2 separate regions of the Pan troglodytes genome follow, and region 2 is linked to region 1. Evidence: chromatin contacts called from public HiChIP or PLAC-seq data. All regions are on one chromosome and are shown on one strand. The core of a region is the stretch at or near the end of the contact, and the rest is flanking DNA. Distances in the headings are between cores, read along the strand shown. Region 1 holds the start of CLDN11 (claudin 11). Region 2 holds the start of SLC7A14 (solute carrier family 7 member 14).

Evidence for each region. HiChIP or PLAC-seq counts read pairs in DNA pulled down with a chosen protein or histone mark.
Region 2: an H3K4me3 HiChIP or PLAC-seq map of stem cell-derived excitatory neurons shows a contact between it and region 1, with 3 times the contacts expected there. The contact joins the promoter of SLC7A14 here to the promoter of CLDN11 in region 1. A contact is called at or near these places in 1 of 1 datasets of contacts at active chromatin or transcription factors (stem cell-derived excitatory neurons) and 1 of 1 other capture datasets (stem cell-derived neural stem cells).

Annotation. Positions count from the first base shown.
Region 1 is chr2:173,570,823-173,573,626 of NHGRI_mPanTro3-v2.0_pri, forward strand. CLDN11 (claudin 11) reads left to right here and starts at 1,294. Exons shown (of 3, transcript NM_001246413.1): 1 at 1,294-1,718. The coding sequence starts at 1,493.
Region 2 is chr2:173,736,932-173,739,943 of NHGRI_mPanTro3-v2.0_pri, forward strand. SLC7A14 (solute carrier family 7 member 14) reads right to left here and starts at 1,648. Exons shown (of 8, transcript XM_526378.8): 1 at 1,470-1,648. All of the region lies in intron 3 of LOC129143652 (a long non-coding RNA gene), which reads left to right.

The DNA.
Region 1 (2,804 bases), core at 44-2,543:
TATGCATGGTGGCTTAATGATGTTGATGGTGATGATGATAGCTCTACACTATCCGAGCGCTCATTCTGGGCTGGGCAGTTTTCTCAGTGGGGTACAGATATTAATTTATTTACAGTGAGCCAGAGAAGTCTGCTGTAGCTTTTAATGTGTCTAAAATGGGACACATGAACCCCTTAGGAATTTTCAGACTGATCAGGACAGTTTCCTAGAAACAGTTCGTGAAAGGGATGAGATGGGCCCATGGTGTCTACCCCTTCCTAGCTGCGTGAACTTGGGCAACTCAACCTTCTTGTGCTGTTTCTCTATGGCTAGTGCGTGTAATTTGTTGTTGTTGTTGTTGTTTGCTTTTGAGATGGTGTCTCACTCAGTCACCCAGGCTGGAGTGCAGTGGCACGATCTTGGCTCACTGCAACCTCCTTCAAGTTATTCTCCTGCCTCAGCCTCCCAAGCAGCTGGGGTTACAGGCATGCGCCACCACGCCCGGCTAATTTTTGTATTTTCTGTAGAGATGGAGTTTCACCATGTTGGTCAGGCTGGTCTCGAACTCCTGACCTTAGGTGATCCGCCCACCTTGGCCTCCCAAAGTGCTGGGATTACAGGTGTGAGCCACCACTCCCGGCCTAGTATGTGTCATTGACAATTGTTCCTACCTCAAAGGCTGTTATGAGGATTAAATGAGCTAATGCATGTAAAATGCATCTGCATAATATATAACACAGCTCGATAAATGTGAGTTGCTGTTGTTGATTATTATGGCCACGTTTGCCGCTGATGATGTTCAACCACTGAAAAGCATCGTTTTCTTTCTTCTAGTAACTGTGTGTACTGAATGCCTCGCGTTTGTCCCTACTGCACTTTTCAGTCTGTCACAATCCTGGGTCGTCGGGGGACTGTACCGAGCGCCCTTGGAGTGCTCGCAGCAGGGAAGAAGGAGCGAGCAGGGAGGAGCTGAGGAGGGTCGGAGCGGAATGGACACCCAGAGACTGAGATGAGAGAGGGGCTATAAGAAGAGAAACCAGTCGCAGCAAAACAGAACTCTCGACAAACGCACGCCCTCTTTGCGCTCTCCGTTTCTCTGGACCTGGATGGAATTGTTTTACTTTGCATCGCCGGACTGCGCTGCGGACGGGGCGGGGCGGCCCAATGGCCCCCCTGGGGTTACTCTGCTCCCCTTCACGCTTCCCTCCCGGCCCCGCCCCGCGATTGGCCGGCGCGCCCCGGGGCTGCCGCCGATTGGTGCTCGCCGGCCGGAGCCGCGGGGCTTAAAGAGGGGGCGGGGGCGCGCTGCCCAGCAGCGCTGCTGTCCCCGCCGTGCGCCCTTCGCCGCTGAGCTCGCAGCCTCCGGCGCCCACCTCCACCTCCAGTGTCCCGCCTCGGGCCGTCGCCCTCCAGCGGCTCGCGAGCGTGGGAGACGTACCTGGGCAGGCACTGTCCAGCCCAGGCCCAGGCACAGCCGTGAGGGGCGAGGCACGGGGACATCCTGGCGGCCACCATGGTGGCCACGTTTCTGCAGGTGGTGGGCTTCGTCACGAGCTTCGTGGGCTGGATCGGCGTCATCGTGACCACCTCCACCAATGACTGGGTGGTGACCTGCGGCTACACCATCCCCACCTGCCGCAAGCTGGATGAGCTGGGCTCCAAGGGGCTGTGGGCCGACTGCGTCATGGCCACGGGGCTGTACCACTGCAAGCCCCTGGTGGACATCCTCATCCTGCCGGGTAAGGACCCGAGCTTGGCGGCGGCTCCCAAATCCTTATCCTCTGGGTAGAGAGCGGGATATTAGACGGCCTCGCAGAGACATTTTGGGGGCTTGAAGACCTTTGGGTACGTTTTTGACATCCCTAGTTCCACCTTGTTGTAGAAGAATTAGGCAGCCCCGAACTTAACTTCTCTAGGCCTCAGTATTCTTATCTGGAATTTGAGATAATAGTGGCAATGTGGCCGGTGGTAACACTGGCCGAGTCCCTTTGAGAATGAACAAACCGGAACACCTAATAGGAACTGAGTCCGTGTTAATTACTGCGGTCCCAGCCCGCATCCTTCCACCGTCCGCTTCCTGAAGTGCTTCCCGCTCCCGCCCGGCTTCCCCCGGGGCGCCGAGCCTTCGCGTTAGATTCCGCCCGCAGAGGTGAGAAGGAGCGTGTAACACAAGCTGACAGGAGAATCTAACCGGCTCAGGCTGAGTTTCTCGGTCCTCATGGGATGGGTGAAGCGCCCCCGGCCAGGTTAGAGCCCTCCTAGCTCCGTCCGCCCAGCCGCTGAGCAATTCACGTCCAGGGCTCTCTGGGCTGCCTGGTTTGGGAAATGTCAGGTTGATTCCCGCACGTGCCCAGGGCCATCTCCGCTGCCCCCGCTACCCCCGCCCCTGCTGTGGGCGCGTCAGACCGCGGGGCTGCGGTGACGTCGGCTCCCGCTCCGCGCCGCTGGGTTGGATAGGGACGAGCGAGCGCGCCTCGGAGGGCGGACTCCATTGGGGAGATACGGAGCGCGCCGCCGAGGGTCGCTCGCCGCCACCCCTCCAGCGTGTCTCAGAGTGGGAAGGGGAGGTAAAAATTGGCAGCCTATCGCCGGCCAGGGGCCACATTTTCACATGTGTCCTGTGGAAACATTTTGGGCGACAGCCTCAATTCAGATTTAAACCAATGGGTTGGGCAATGGCGAGGTCGCGGGCACCCCCTTGGTTTTCTGCTGGAATCTCTGCCCTACCCCAAAGGCATGTCCTTGTCCCGGTCCCTACAAGGTGGGCTTCTGTCCCCCAGCCTTCGTGGATTGTGCTCACTTAAAGGATTTTCCCGGTTTCCTCA
Region 2 (3,012 bases), core at 398-2,897, 170 kb after region 1:
GGTATAGGAAGTAGAACGAGGAAGCTCCCGAAGTTAGCAAAGCTGGATCCTGAAGTGACACCCGCTTCCTGCTCTTCCACTCAGGAAAGCCGGGAACCTTTTCCCAAGCGGAGTCCCAGGGAAGCAGAAAACCGGGAAAGGCAAAGCCCCTTCTTCGCCTGTTTCTCTAGGTCGCTTGCTTAGAACCCTTTAGGGTTCTAACGCAGTTTCTGCTCGCAGGGAATGTGGGCCCTGGCGGTATTAGCACCCAGCCTCCGAGAACTTTCAGGACCGCGGACAGCGCCGTTCCCTGCACTCAGTCGGAGGAGGAGAGCTACCTTGCCCCCAGCGCTCTCCTAGACCCTATACCTAGGGGGAGGCAGGTTGACATCCTGCGGCCCTTGGGCAATTCGGGCCAGTGACGTTCACCGACACTCAGGCGGGGATCCCTTCGCCAGAGCCAGTTCCTTTGAGTGTCTCCGCTCAAAATCTCAAGGAAACGAGCTTCACACAGGTGGGGGGATGAGGAGTGCCAGGAACAGGAGCGAGCCCCGCTGCTCTAGCCTTCCTGCATCTCTTCTCGCCTGTGCTTTGCTCACTCTTCAATCGCAATATAAAATACTCATTTGGGGAGGGGGCGGGGTGACACAGGAGAGAGAAGGAGGGTGGGGGCTGCATCCCGCGTGGCCACGCAGCCCTAGCCTGGCCCTCTTGGATTAGAGGGGAGCTGATGTGCTTTGGAATGGGGGAAGAGAGGAGACTGAGGGTTGAAGCAGTGCAGGAGAGCTCCCTTTGCTGGGGCTGCCGGCTCTGGGCAGGGAGCTTCCCTGGACACCGCTCCCGTCACGTCCTCTTCGCCGCTCCCGGGCGAGTCACCACTCTCCGGGGACAGACGCCCCTCGGGGCGCCACCATCCTGGTCGGGGTGCTGGGCTCGGCGGGAGTCCCTTTGAGGAGTTTGCTCCCAGGTAAAAGGGCAGACGTTGCTCCCGACCTCCCCGGAGTCTGCGGCCGGAAAAGCGTCTCCGTTTCATGGTCTCGGTCCGAGGCGGAGAACGGAGCTGCCCGTGCGGGGTGCGCGCCAAGGCGGGGGACAGGACGGGCCCGGCGTCTGCCGAGACCTAGGCTGCCCGCACTCCGCTCGCGGCTCCCCTTCTGCCTTCCGCTCTAGCGGCGCCGGAGCCGCGCTGGCCCCCGCCCCGCCCGGCAGCTCCCGCGAGTCAGAGCCCGGTGCCCCGAGACCGCGGGCAGTCGGGGCCTCATTCCGGGCCAGAGCAGGAAAGAGCCCGACCCACCTCCTCGGTTCTTCCAGGGAACCCCTTCCCGGAGGGCGCCCTCGGCCTCCGCGCCATATTCCTGGTCCCCCGCTCCTGGTGACTCCGGCTCCCTGGGTCATTCCGGGAGAGGCGGCCATCCCAGTTGCAGGGGTCCCGCTGGGGCGCGGGGGTCGCGGAGGGGGACAAACGGCAGCGAAGGGGGCCGTTCACTTACCGGGGTCGGGGCTGGAGGCGACGAGCTGGCTGCCAAGGCTGGTGGCTGGCAGTCCGCACTTACTGCGCGGAGCTGTCTCTCTAGCTGGGATGGGAAGTGGTGGTGGCGGCAAAGGAAGGCAGGAGGCAGCCGCTGCTGCTGAACAGCTCCTCAATTATACAGATTGCGCCCCCACCCCCCGAACCCCTCCCCGTGCCTGCTCGTCCTCCCTCCAGCTCGCCTGTCTCCGCCTCCTTGGAGTCACATGGCCTGCCCAACCCCTTACATACTGAGCCCAAGCCTGGCACCAGACCACCTCCCACCTGCCCCCCCCCCACCCCCCCCCCCGCCTTCCCCTCTGTCTGCCGCTCACAACTCCTCGCTGGCCTTCTGAGCCTCCAGTTGTGACCTCCAGTGTCTTATCTCAGGCTGCAGGGAGGTTGAGGGGGCCGTGGATGGGGGCAGTTCTTTGCCCTGGGAAAGCAGGGACCAGCAGGACTCTGCAATGTCTGTGCGTTGGGAAGGCATCTGCCGCAGCTCTGCCCCTGCTAGACTGGGCTGTCCAGACCTCCTTCCTGCCCTCTGGAAGCTTCCCTCATCCTCTGCGGAGCCTTCGTTGCTCTTAAACTTCCACATCCCTGAGCCCTACAGGAAAGAAAAAATGAGAGAGGTTGATTTCTCCTCTCCTCCTAAAGAAGACAAGACCCACCTCCGTCTTCAAAGCTCAAGTTTATCTTTGGGTTCACAACATCTTATGGGTGCAAAGATCATGGACTTGAGATTTGAAGAGCCATTAGGATTCCAATCTGTATGACCTTGGAGCATTTAACTTTCTAGCTTTTCTTCTCTCGTCTGTGAAATAACCACCTTGCAGTATTGTCATGAGATTGAGAAATCATCATGTTCTTAGAATTGCCTAGCCTAGAGTTGGACAGGTATTTGGAGCTCAATAAAGGAGAGTTCTTTTCCCCCAACCTTTGTTAAAATAAATTTCACAAGGCAAGAAGGATGTGATGTGTGCTAATACAGTGAAAGCATCTTTTAAACATGGAAGGAGGCATCTGTGAGGTCAGGCTAGACAAGTACCAGTCTAAACGGAGACAAGAGAGAGATAAGGCTTCTATTTTGTATTGGCTCCTTTAAGATGAGTGTCCTAGAGCCAGGTTATGTCCCAAAAGGATTGGGACTAGATGGGACCAACCCAGGCATGCTTGGCCACATCACTGAATGAATTATTTAACAAGCATTGAGTAGACTGATTTGGATGAAAGTTATCTACATAAATTCTTGCACTTTGGCCCAAGCCCTCAAAACACACGGGAGGCAACAAAATGTAACTCTCCTATCCTTGGAAATAAATTCACTGGGCTTGTGTTTGGGGAGAATACTGGCTGACTGATACTCCTCTAGGGTGGAGCAGTTCAAATCTAGCTCTACTTTGTGGGTCTGCCCTGGGCTTTTCCCAGAAAGTTGCTTGATCATTGCCAGGACAGTCTTGGTTAGTCCACCTACCTCAGGCTTGTTACTGCCTTCAATGAGCATCTAAGCCTGATAATATCCCCAT